2 separate regions of the Sus scrofa genome follow, and region 1 is linked to region 2. The links are chromatin contacts, called in public Hi-C maps. All regions are on one chromosome and are shown on one strand. The core of a region is the stretch at or near the end of the contact, and the rest is flanking DNA. Distances in the headings are between cores, read along the strand shown.

Region 1 (6,413 bases), core at 782-3,281, 1.6 Mb after region 2:
CTCTGAGATATGAAAGGTTCTTTCCCCATATAGGATTCCTTCAGCTAGCCTGCTAACTTCAAGCATTTCACACTAGCAAAAACAAAAAGGGCAAACATGATAGAGCATTCCAAAGCTTATCATCCGTCTGTAGGGGGCGAATCACCGAGAAGAACAGTAAATGTTCTCACTCCGCAGGTTGCCAGGAATCAGGGTCCCCCGGCCAGGCACAGCCACTAGAGTTCCAAGCTTTCCAAAAATAGCTATGACTTATATACAAAAGTTCATCAAACACCTCACATCTAAACCCTTAAACAGAGAGCTAAGACCATGGTCACCTCTCAAACTCTGGCAGAGGTAAATGAAATGTAATTGCTGCTGACCAACAGGCACATGGTCTCAACCAACAAATTTAAATATGACTTGCTGCTCTCCCTTAAAATAGTCTCTTCTCTAAATCAACATGACTGTCTCAAAACTAAGATTTTCCCATCCGTTTTTAAGTCACCGTCCTAAAAACAAATGCAACTGATCTCCGACACCAGAGAAAATCCTGACGCAGACTCCAACTGGCATTTGTAAACACCTAACAATATTTCTATTAGAAATCAACCCATGAAATGCCACCTGCCTACTTCCATTTTGGAGCCCAGAACCTGGAGGTATCTTTTACTACAGGAGTTTAAAAAAAGGAAGTGCGGTCACTTTACACACTATTGGTCCTCTGAGTGCCTGAAAAGGAAAGGGAAAAAAAAAAAAAAGGCATAAAAGGTTTCTCACGTGGAGGTATCTGACAGCTTTGTACTGTAAATATTTCATGAAATTCCTCATTTCCAAACTTGCATTTGAATACGTGGTACAGGTTTCCCATTCTGTCTTGAAAAAGCTCAGCACTTGAGGGGGGTCCGGGCAGTATTATAAGATTCCAAAGTAACATTAGAAGACATTCTCAAGTTGCCCACTTCCCGAGTTTTTTTCGCACAGACATTAGCCTTTTGATTTTCTCTCAAACCAGTGTTCTTTCACTCTCACCATCTTAGCCCAGAAATCCCTGTATTGATTTCAATCTTCTTAGATTAATAGGAATAGGGAAGCATTATCAGCATACCTTCTAATCATCGCGGTGCTCCTCCCCCTTCCTTAAAAATCTAGAGTGATGAATGCAGCAATTGGGGAGGTTGCTCTCTGCTTAAAAAAAGGAGGGGGGGTGTGGAAGACAGAAAGCGGTAACTACGACCCCCGATCTTTCACAAGGTGTTGATAAATCCTGCCTTTAAGTTAGATAACTTCGGTTATCTAACTGCTTTAGACACTTTTAAAACAGCATTGCCCCAAAACAGATTAGAAAACAAAAACAAAAACCACCAAAGCTGCCCCTTTAGGAAGTTTCTCACCCCTGCCGGGGGCCGGGAGAGCTCCCTTTAGAGATCCCTGATGAAGACAGCCCACGTCCAGCCTTTTGTATTTGATTTTTCAAAACAGCTAATCTCCCTTGAACTTCAGCCCGCCCCCGGACCCGAAGAGAGTCCTCGATCTCTGCCTTGCAGAGACTTCAGCCTCCTCCCGAGTCCCAGTCTTCACCCGCACGGCGCGCCGCCCTCGCTCGCGCCGGGCCCGGGCGCCCTCCGCAGCCCCCTCCTGCCCGGCCCCGCGCCCGAACCCCGCAGGCCCGTCAGCGCCCCGCGCCGCTCCGGCCCGGACCCCGAACCCCCCACCCCGCGGGACCCAGAGCCCGCCCCCCGGCTCCTGCCCGCCGCCGCCGCGAAGCCCACCGAGCCGTGGCGGTCCGCTGCTCCGGCCGCGTCGTCCTGCTGCAGCTCCGCAGTCATGGCCGGGGCGCCCCTCCGCGGGTCACTAGCCTCCCGCCGCCGCCGCCGCCGCCACAGCCACCCCCAGCCGAGCCTCGCGGGAGGAGGAGGAGGAGGAGGCGGAGGCGGAGGTGGCGGAGGTGGAGGAGGAGGCCCCGCCCCCGCCCTCCACCCCGCTCCGGCCCCGCCTCCGGCCCGCCGCGCGCCTGAGGCTCAGCCCACACGCTCCGCCCCCGGCCTGAGCGCGCACGCCAGGCGCGCGGCCGAGGGCCGAGCCGCTCTGCGTGCTCCCGCGTACGCCGGGCTCTGACCCGGCGCAGGCCACGTGACCCCGGCCCCGCCCGCGCCTAACGGTCAGCGTCGGCGGCGGAGTGGTTGTGTTCCGGGCGGTTGGCTCCCAGGAAGTGGCCTTGCGGAGCGCGGACCCCTCCGAAATCCCCGTTACCTCCTTCGTCCCTGAGAACTTATTTCGAGGAGTCACCATCTGCTCAAGACTCCCCACAGACGAGTTAAAGCTATTCCCCATCTTGAGACCCTGTCTGGGGTTTCCCTCGCAGCAGTGGAGCCATTTCCAAGTCCAACTGCGGGAATAATTGATTTATCGTTCCTGAAAAAAAGAAAGCGATAGTCTGAATAGAGTGGTCTGACGTCTAAAGCTAACCAAACAGATCGGAATCTATTCACTGATGCTCAGAATGCTGCTTTAACGCTGGCCTGGGGAGCAGAAATTACCATTGTCCCATTTTAGCTGTTTATGGCATTCAGCCTAAAATTTTACAGTATTTTGTTAAGTTTGAGCCAGATGCTTATGGCATATTAAGCATTAATAGTACGAGTTGTATTTTCAGCAGTTTGGTGGAAATCGTAACTACGAGACCATATTTCACAGGTATCACAACGACAATCCTCTTGGCACACTTTTAGCTGTTCCAAACCTACATGGAGGCTGGGTGTGGAAGGGCCTCGTTTAGGGGGAACTGCTTATATCACTGCCCTGGTCTAGCCCTTGGGCAGCACCTTCAGTGTGAATTTTATGTGGATGCTGTCCTTTCCTGTGCTCCTGGCATTGTTGGCCATGTGATTGTGATGTTTCACCTGCAGGCCTTTTTAGTCTGCATTGACCACAGCTTGAGACATAAGGGAACAGGTACAGAGCAAGTGCAGCAGCCCCTGTGGGAGACCTGATGACACTCAGGAGCCTGGACCGTGACTGCTGCTACTTCCTTCACCTGAAAGTTCAGGGGGGGTCCCCTTTCCCTGGCAGATAAACTGGTGGCATGATCATAATATTCTACTTTCAGCAGACTGTGTGTTTGTCTGATGGGTGTAGAGCTTTTTATGCTTGTGGCTTTACCTTTTTTTTTTTCCTCGTGAGTAATCAACCTGTGTTCCTGGTCTCAACTTGGCGGTCATTGCAAAACAAGTTGATTTCTCAGTCCAGTTGATTTGTAGCATTGTATACCTCTAAATTGTTAGAAAGCTCTATTTCTGTCTGTCTTTATCATGTCTCTGTAGTGATTGTTTGCCTTTGCTCATTCATTTTAGGAAATTTCTTATTTACTGGTATAAATGAGGTGGAAAATTGTAACTCTTTCATGACAAGTTCCTTAAAAGACCACCAGAGAGTTTCTCTATCCATATTCCTGAAAGAGTTGTGTATAGCCATTTGAGCAATATTGCCCCCAGAGTTTTGATAAAGTGTCTTTCTGTTATATGGTTCTAAACAGGGCCCTAGATCTAATCAGTTTGATCTGAGGGCGGTAGACCTGATCAATCCTCCTGGCCCATTTGGGTTTAACTACCACCTGGTCCTGGACACAGTCATCAGCTACAGACACCCTGTCCAATCAGTATTTAACGAACACTCCACATCATTGCTTGACCATCATTTGGCAATCTTCGTGGTGATCAAATATCAAAAGTAAGTATCATGGACATGTGCTGGCACTGCAGAAAACCCCTTCTCATTCCTCCTCAAACCCAGCCTTTGGGCTCCAGAATAATTGCATTATTAATTGATAATCATTCCAAGAATATTCAGGGAAAAAAAGAAATAAAGCCATAGCAAATAATTGTGTTTTTTAAGTTTTATTGAAATATAGTTGATTTACAATGTGTTACTTTCTGTTGTACAGCAAAGTGACTGAGTTATACATATGTACATTCTTTTTCATGTTCTTTTCCATTACTGTTCACCACAGGATATTAAAAATAGTTCCCTCTGCTATACCGTAGGACCTTGTTCATCCAGTTGTTTAAAAAGGGAGTAGTTTCCAGAGTATTTGCCCGAAGGAAAAATTGGAAAAATAGAGTGCCTTGGTGGCTCAGCAGGTTAAGGATCCAGTGTTGTCACTGTTGTGGCTTGAGTCACTGCTATGGCCCAGGCTCAGTCCCTGGCCACATGCCATGGGTGCAGCAAAAAAAAAAAAAAAAAAAAAAAAAAAAAAAAAAAAAAAAAGCAACAAAATGAAAAACCTTTTAAAATAATTGGAAAAAATTTTTCCTTTCCTGGAAAACTTTTTGTCTCAATGCTAAATTATTTTATGAGGCAATGAGTTTATGTTTCTGTTCTGTTTTACCCTCAAATCCAAAGTAGTTCATAATCATACAACGACTCCTCTTCAATGTCATTGAACACTGGTGTGGAGCTTTGTGTGGGATAAATGGGAATGAAGGGAAAATGTTAGAGAAAGGGGAAAAGAAAGAAATGTATACTTATGTTTCTTCTCTGCTTCACTCTGAATAGTTTTTACTACTGGCTTCAGAGCAACTGCATTTGAAAGCTGATGGCTGAGCCTGATTGACAAGTGTGACTGTTCTTTGAGTTATGGATTCCTTTCCAGGAATGGTCTAGTCAGGAATGTCCTTAAGAGCCAGCTTCTCAGCAGTTAGGAAAATGGCCTCTCTTACTATGGAGGAAGGAGTATGTATATTTCTGTTTTAACCCCTGGATTACAGGGTTAGATCATGTATAAGTTTAAATACAGCTGTTAAAAAATGTCTCAGAAAAGGCTCTCTTTTTGCTAGTTCAAAATAAATGGGTTTCCAACATTTCTGAAATGTGTACTGTAGGCAAATGTAGTTGTGCAAAATTGAAACAACTTTCAGTAAAGTTAATGAGTTCATTTTAATTTGAGAAACATTTGGCCTTGGTATTCAAAATAGTAACCTCAGGTTCCCTTCTTTCGTGTCTCTAGAAAATACAGAGAAATACTTAAAAAAAAAAATGCTTCTAAAATCTGCTTTCATGAATTCTGAATTCATCCCTTAAATTCTTGGGATCCAATTTTCTTCTAAGAAAGTGAAAATAACTTTAGCCTCCAGATAAAAGGTAATAATAAATAATTAGGAGTTCCCGTCGTGGCGCTGCGGAAACGAATCCGAGTAGGGTTGAATGAGGTGTGGGATCCCTGGCCTTATTCCGTGGGTTATGGATCCGGTGTTGCGATGAGCTGTGGTGTAGGTCGCAGATGAGGCTCGGATCTGATGTTGCTGTGGCTGTGGGGTAGGCTGGCGGCTGTAGCTCCGACTGGACCCCTAGCCTGGGAACCTCCATATTGCTGTGGGTGTGGCCCTAAAAAGCAAAATAATAATAATAATAGATAATTAGAAATAAGCTGATTTTTGCAAACTTGATTTTTGACAGCATTGTGACCCAGTGGGTATAAGATAAACTTTTAATAAATGGTCCTCACGAAGTTATCCATATAACAAAGTAATTTTGGACTCTTACATTATAAGCAAATGTAATTAACGGCTTAAATGTAAAAAAACAAAATTTAAAACTTTTGAAGCACTTCATTGGGGAATCTCTATCCTTAAAGCATAGGGAAACTTTCTTAAATCAGAGACAAAAGCACAATCCATTTATGAATGTGGTGCAGTGGAAGAACACTTTTACATTGTTTTGTAGTGTACATTAGCACAACCACTTTGGAAAACAATTTGACATCAACTACTAAAATTACAAGTTATGGAGTTCCCGTTGTGGTGCAGTGAAAGTGAATCTGACTAGCATCCATAAAGATGCAGGTTCGATCCCTGGCCTCACTCAGTGGGTTAAGGATCTGTGAGCCATGAGCTGAGGTGTAGGTCGAACATGCAGCTCAGATCTGATGTTGCTGTGGCTGTGGCGTAGGCCAGCGGCTACAGCTCTGATTCGACCCTTAGCTTGGGAACCTCCATATGCTGTGGATGCAGCCATAAAAAGACAACAAAACAAAACAAAAACAAAAAAACAACTCCCAAAAAACAAAGGTCCCAATTTGATGATTTTAGTGCTTTTCTATGCATGAAAAGATTCAAGAGTCCAGGCTTATTGAAATCATTCTTTTGCTATTCATCTTAACTATCTAGGATGAGTATCCTGTTTTTCTCTCTTCTGAATTCCCCTCAGGGTGCACCATCATGTAGCTCCAGTGGCCACATCATCTTCTGTTTACTGAAATGAGAGGTGGGACATTCTTTGTCCACATGTGTCAAAATTGGGGGGTCACTGCCGAAGCCAGTGGTAAAAACCAGAAAGACACCCAGGAAAAGCTAATAGAAACTAGTATAAAGCAGCAAGGACTGGGACATAATGGGGACTCCGGGCGACTTAATTTTTTCACTCAGGACACCACTGAA
Region 2 (5,879 bases), core at 337-2,836:
CCTCTTCCTCTCCCTGAGTCCAACTTACCACTGGGCAATGTCCTGAGACTCAAGGAAAGGGAGTATACAAGTGAGGGGAAAGGGATTAGGGGGCTCCCTAGTGACCCGTCTTAACCACGTCTGCAAAGATACTATTTCCAAATAAAACCATATTCTGGGGGGGGGGTACAATTCAATCTGTAGCAGTGTGACTGAGGGTAAATTTGGTGAGTGCCTTTATATAGAATCGACTTTAATAAAATAGAGCAAAAATTCTGCAAATGCAATGATTTTTATTAAAGCAAACAGCAATTTCTCCAAAATTATACCCTTTTAAAATTTTATTTTGATTCTTTAAATCGTTTTTGAAACAAGTGAGGCATTTGTGTAATCGTTAGAGTATCTATGATGTAGTCAGTGCCTGGGGGAACACTGTTTACATTATAAGTGATCTTGGGTAAGTAATTCATTTATAGTAGGCCTGTATTTTCTTATCTGTGAGAGGACTGAGTTAGATTTTGGGTCTCTACCTCAAAAATCTCTGGTTTGGAGTTCCCATCGTGGCACAGCGGAAATGAATCTGACTAGGAACCATGAGGTTGCGGTTCGATCCCTGGCCTCCCTCAATGGGTTAAGGATCTGGCATTGCCGTGAACTGTGGTGTAGGCCATAGATATGGCTTGGATGCTGTGTTGCTGTGGCTGTGGCATAGGCCCTTGGCAACAGCTCTGATTAGACCCCTAGCCTGGGAACCTCCATGTGCCGCAGGTGCGGCCCTAAAAAAAGGACAAAAGACAAAAAACAAAACAAAACAAAACTCTGGTTTATAATTATTCAAAGTTCTTTTACAGTCCAGTGGAGGAGAGGAGAAAAAACTTGAAAATGTGTGAGGAATATTTGCTACATAACATATTAATAATAACGATAATGCAGAATGAACAACATATATAGCTGGAGACAGGAGACATTTGAGAGAAATCATTGGGGCTTATATTTCTGCCATGCCCATGATTTTATCTATTTCCAGTGCCTGGAACATGCCAGCAACATAGTACACACTCGGTAACTAATGAAAGGATGAAGGGAGGCAAGAGATGACATGGTGCATGCTGGCAACTCTAAGTAGTTTGATCACTCCTTAGGAGTAGATGTGAGGAAACAAGATCCTATCACTCCGAGGTGTCTGCGGTGAACAGAAAATTGCTAATGTGTGTATGTTCATGGGTGCATGTGCTTACACTGTGGCAACCAAGTGATAAATGGGTCCATGCAGGAATGTGGACGATAAGGACAGCTTGAGAACTCCCCTTTGTTCCAAACAGTCCAAAGGTAATATCGGTTCTGAAGACCACGTGGTCCTACACGTGCCCTCAAATTTCTCCGCCTTTTAAGCTATAAGTAGACTGGTCCTGGGACTCATCTCATCCTGCCACTGGAGGTTTACACCGTAACCCTGGGCTTTCCAGAAGCGAGTGGGAAGGGCGGCTCAATGAAGTCCCTCCCTGATTCAAAGTAGGCCCACGCGCACCCTAACTGCACGACGTGGCCTCAGGTTTAGCGGACAGAAAAATGAAGGCCACCAGACCCCATCTACTCTAAGGCACGCCCAGCTCTGTGAGCTCTTGCTCTCCCGAGATAACGGAAAGCCCGGTGCGGCCTCCAAGCCGGCAGAGGGAGCTCAGCCGCAGGGCGCTTCCGGGGCGCCTGCCGCACTGCGCAGCCGCGGAGGGAGGCCCCGCCCATTCCCCCAGGCAGGCGGCGGCCCCGGGGCAGGAGGCTCGGCCTTGCCTCGCGGGCGGAATGAGGAGCGACGCTGACTCAGGCCCCCACCGGCGGGCGCGAGTGTCCCGCCTCGCGTCCTTCAGCGCGTCCCATCGGCTCCACAGGTGGGTGTGCCCACGGTGAGAGTAGCGAGGGCGGGGCCTTCGAGGCCTGGGCCTAGGAGGGCCTGGCGCCCGGACGTCGGGGGTCGGCCGGGGTACCCTACGTTGAATAGGCGGGGCGCGCGGCGGGGCGGGGGCGCGCGGCGGCGGGGCGGGGGGGCGCGCGGCGGGGGCGGGGGCGCGCGGCGGGGCGGGGGCGCGCGGCGGGGCGGGGGCGCGCGGCGGGGCGGGGGCGCTGGGTGCCTTCTTAGGGCCGCCGGGCCTCGTCGACCACCTAAGAGCCGTGATAGCGAGTTGACCAGGCTCCAGAGGGGCTGTGCAGTGACTGCGGAGGGCGACGGCCCAGGGTACGCAGCCCGGAGGGTCCTCTCGCTGGCTCTGCGACCTGAACGTACTTCTTGGTCCCTCGGATTGCTCTAATTTAGCTTAGAGGGTCGCTGTGACCTTCAAAGGAGTTGAGCTCGCCCACGTTACGCGGTACCCGGCACATCGTAAACACTCAGTTCATGTTAGCTGCTGTTATGTCAGGAGCATTGGCAAGCAGCACAGTTGGGATTGAACCCAGAGTACTCAGACTGCTGGGTCGAATTGAAGAGTTGATTTTGAGGGGATATTTGCCACTTAGTAGAAGGCTCCACTCTCTGAGCATCTGTTTCCTCCTCTGTGAAACCAGGATAATAATTTCTACCTAAGAGGATTGATGCATTCATTCACAGGACAGGTATTTTTTGTCAGGTCTTGGGCTAGGTAACAGGCATGCAGCAGTGATCAAGACCTGTCTTAGCCTTACTTCTGGAATGTACAAACTGGCCAATTTTTTGGAGGGTAGAGTGAGGTAATTTTGTGCAGAAGCTTTGTGAATTGTGGCACGTGGAATGTAAGAAGTGGGTGAGCAGGAGAGAATGAGGAAAGTAATAGTGTCTCACAGAGAAAGGGGTTATTTAATAGGAAGCTCAAACATGTGAGGGTTGTAGAGCCTCCTTGCAGATGCACTGTTGATTGGACAGGTATAAATATAAAAATCCGTTGAGAAAATTGTTCTCTGTTTAGAACATACGCTGAGTATCGTAATTTTATTTTATTTTTATTATTATTATTTTTGTCTTTAGGGCCACACCTGTGGCATTTGGAGGTTCCCAGGCCTAGGGGTCAAATCAGAGCCGTAGCTGCTGGCCTACACCACAGCCACAGCAATGCCAGATCTGAGCCGCATCTCAACCTACAGCACAGCTCATGGCACTGCCACATCCTTAACCCACTGAGCCCTAGGCCAGGGATTGAACCTGTGTCCTCATGGATGCTAGTCAGATTCATTTCCCTGAGCCACGATGGGAACTCCTCCATGAGTATTGTAATTTTAAAGTTTCACCTAACTCGAATACTCCTCAATGTACAGGTGAAGTTATCAATATTAGGCAATAGTTGAGGGATAATAAAAACGTTTTAAAGGAAAGGTCAGAGATTGTTTTTTGGGAGGAATGAGATTTTAAGCCAGTTGAAAACAAACTTTTTTTTTTTTTTTTTAAATAATTACCATGTGCTTTTGCTTCATTCAGTCGGTGCCTAGTAATATAGTAAATGTTGAGTCGAAAAATGCAAGGGCCTTGAGCAGATTAGTTATTGAAATCTTGCTGTGGATCAAGGATGTTGAATTTATTTTTGCTAATTTGTATGGTATAGTAGTCTAATTAGGGGACATACTCTGGTTCCTGACATAAAATTAAGTAATCAAGTCAAATTGTAACTCTCCATTTGGTGAGCTAAAGAATAATAAATTGTGAAAATTTTCAAAGGCTAGAGCAGACGATAAGTGTAGAGAACAGAGAAGGTGTCTGAAATGTGTCATGTTGACTTTTTTTTTTTTTAAATTAGCAAATCTCTCAGTAATGAAGAAAACTTGAAACTCTTTGGGAAATGCAACAATCCAAATGGCCATGGGCACAATTATAAAGGTGAGAGAAAAACGGGTGAAATTTTCAACAATGATGAAAGAGTGTTTAGCAAATGTAGTCTTACTAAGAAACCTTAGAGACAAACCATGAACACTTTGAGCCTTGAATGAGTAAGGAAATGGAAGAACAAAATGAAAAGATCTGTTGCCTTGGTTAGGTATATCTTGAGTTTTACTTTGCAACTGCCTGCTGTTATAGGTAGTTCAAAACAATGAATGGTTTAAATAATTTTTTCCTTGGCCGTAGAGTACATGACATTCTTTTAGCACTGTATTTCCTTCTAATTGGGTATTACTGAGCCAGTGTTAAGATTAGATTTTATTCTTTGAGTAAATAATGACTGAAGAAGGGGAATATTGGCCCAGGACATGCCGTATGCTAGAAAAATGGGTTAGGGTCTAAAACTTTGCCAGCAGAGATTATTTTTCCAAGAAAGTAATTAATTTTTGCAAGGACAAGACACTTATTATTTGAGATACAGATGATGTCTCAAAAACCAGCTGTATTAACTATAAAGTATCATAGCGTATGTATGATGGAGTAAAAAGACCAGAAAAGATGCTAGATTGGGATTTCTAGTTTAGTTACTGCCTCTTACTTATATCTCTCATTCTTAGTTTGCTCACTTACCACTTAATACCTGATGGTTTGTATTGAGCTGAAAAAAAATGTGAAGGACTCTGATTGTCAAGACTGTCCTCCCTCCCTCCTTCCTTCCTTCCTTTTGCTTTTTAGGGCCACACCTGTGCTATATGGAAATTCCCAGGCTAGGGGTCAAATTGGAGCGGCACCTGCCAGCCTACACCACAGCAGTGCCGATCTGAGCCGCATCTGTGACCTACACTGCAGCTCATGGCAATGCCAGATCCTTAATCCATTGAGCAAGGCCAGGAATCAAACCCGAATCATCATGGATACTGGTCAGGTTCGTAACCTCACTGAGTCACGGTGGGAATTCTCAGGATTTTCAAAAGCTTCATACAAGTACTTGTTAATTTATAGGTCATGACTGTAAACTATGTTTATATTCGCATGAGTAAAGGGATAAGTTTTTGGCCCAGTAGTAGTTTTTTTTGCTCAGAAAGGTACTGCCCAGAATTGTAGCTGGGTTTCTTCTTGTACATTTTCTACTTTTATGGGCAGTGATCAAGCAGCGTATTGATCCTCCTAGTGGAGATACCTACCGAGTGTGTCAACATCATTAGTGGAATTTATACCCTTTTTGGCCTTAGCTAAGCTCTACTAAGTTCCTCTGCATTGGTCAAGTCTTGCTTTAGTTGCTAAAAAGACCTTAACTAAAAGAACAGATGTTCTGGGGGAAAATAAGACTAGGGTAGAGAACTAATAATTTATGTTGCTAACTGTGTCTGGATGTTAATCTGTTGAAAGTCATGCTGCTTTTTTGGTATTTTGTTTTCTTCCCCATAGTTGTGGTGACAGTACATGGAGAGGTACGTGCTGAAAATATCTGTGTGGTTTGTGCAGATTGATGGGGCCTCTTTCAGCCAACGTGATGGATTCTGTGTTGAAAAATTCTGTTCAAATCTGTATTGCTTCAGTGTTGGTCTTTGTGTTATGGTGAGCTGCTGCCATTTCAGGCCTTTCCTCTCCCACAATGTCATCTTTAATGTGCTATATGTGAACAGGTGGAAAAGCAGGACAATGAAAAGGATGCTTCTCTAGGCATTCTTTTTTTTTTTTTTTTTTTTTTTTTTTCTTTTTGCCATTTCCTGGGCCGCTCCCATGGCATATGGAGGTTCCCAGGCTAGGGGTTGAATTGGAGCTGTAGCCACTGGCCTACGCCAGAGCCACAGCAACGCGGGATCCGAGCCATGTCTGCAGCCTACACCACAGCTCACGGCAACGCCGGATCCTTAACCCACTGAGCAAGGTCTGGGATCGAACCCGCGACCTCATGGTTCTTAGTTGGATTCGTTAACCACTGCTCCGCGACGGGAACTCCCTCTCTAGGCATTCTTGACGGTTCCATGCTGAGGTGGATTGTCTGGGGGATGAAGGCAAATTTGGGCACAGTTTCTGCACATTGTGCAGCCTTTGATAATTT

The links. Hi-C and Micro-C count contacts between places; a contact is called where the count stands out from the background.
Region 1: a Hi-C map of mesenteric adipose tissue shows a contact between it and region 2, with 2.0 times the contacts expected there. The contact joins the promoter of USP28 here to the promoter of PTS in region 2. A contact is called at or near these places in 2 of 5 promoter capture datasets (fetal skeletal muscle and liver) and 2 of 47 Hi-C or Micro-C datasets (embryonic fibroblasts and mesenteric adipose tissue).

Annotation. Positions count from the first base shown.
Region 1 is chr9:41,479,013-41,485,425 of Sscrofa11.1, forward strand. It overlaps USP28 (ubiquitin carboxyl-terminal hydrolase 28), which reads right to left and starts at 2,032. Exons shown (of 24, transcript XM_021062863.1): 1 at 1,752-2,032. The coding sequence starts at 1,808. LOC102166826 (a long non-coding RNA gene) reads left to right here and starts at 2,129. Exons shown (of 3, transcript XR_002335634.1): 1 at 2,129-2,676; 2 at 3,515-3,708.
Region 2 is chr9:39,918,571-39,924,449 of Sscrofa11.1, forward strand. PTS (6-pyruvoyl tetrahydrobiopterin synthase) reads left to right here and starts at 1,587. Exons shown (of 6, transcript XM_005667339.3): 1 at 1,587-1,865; 2 at 3,735-3,814; 3 at 5,243-5,265. The coding sequence starts at 1,780.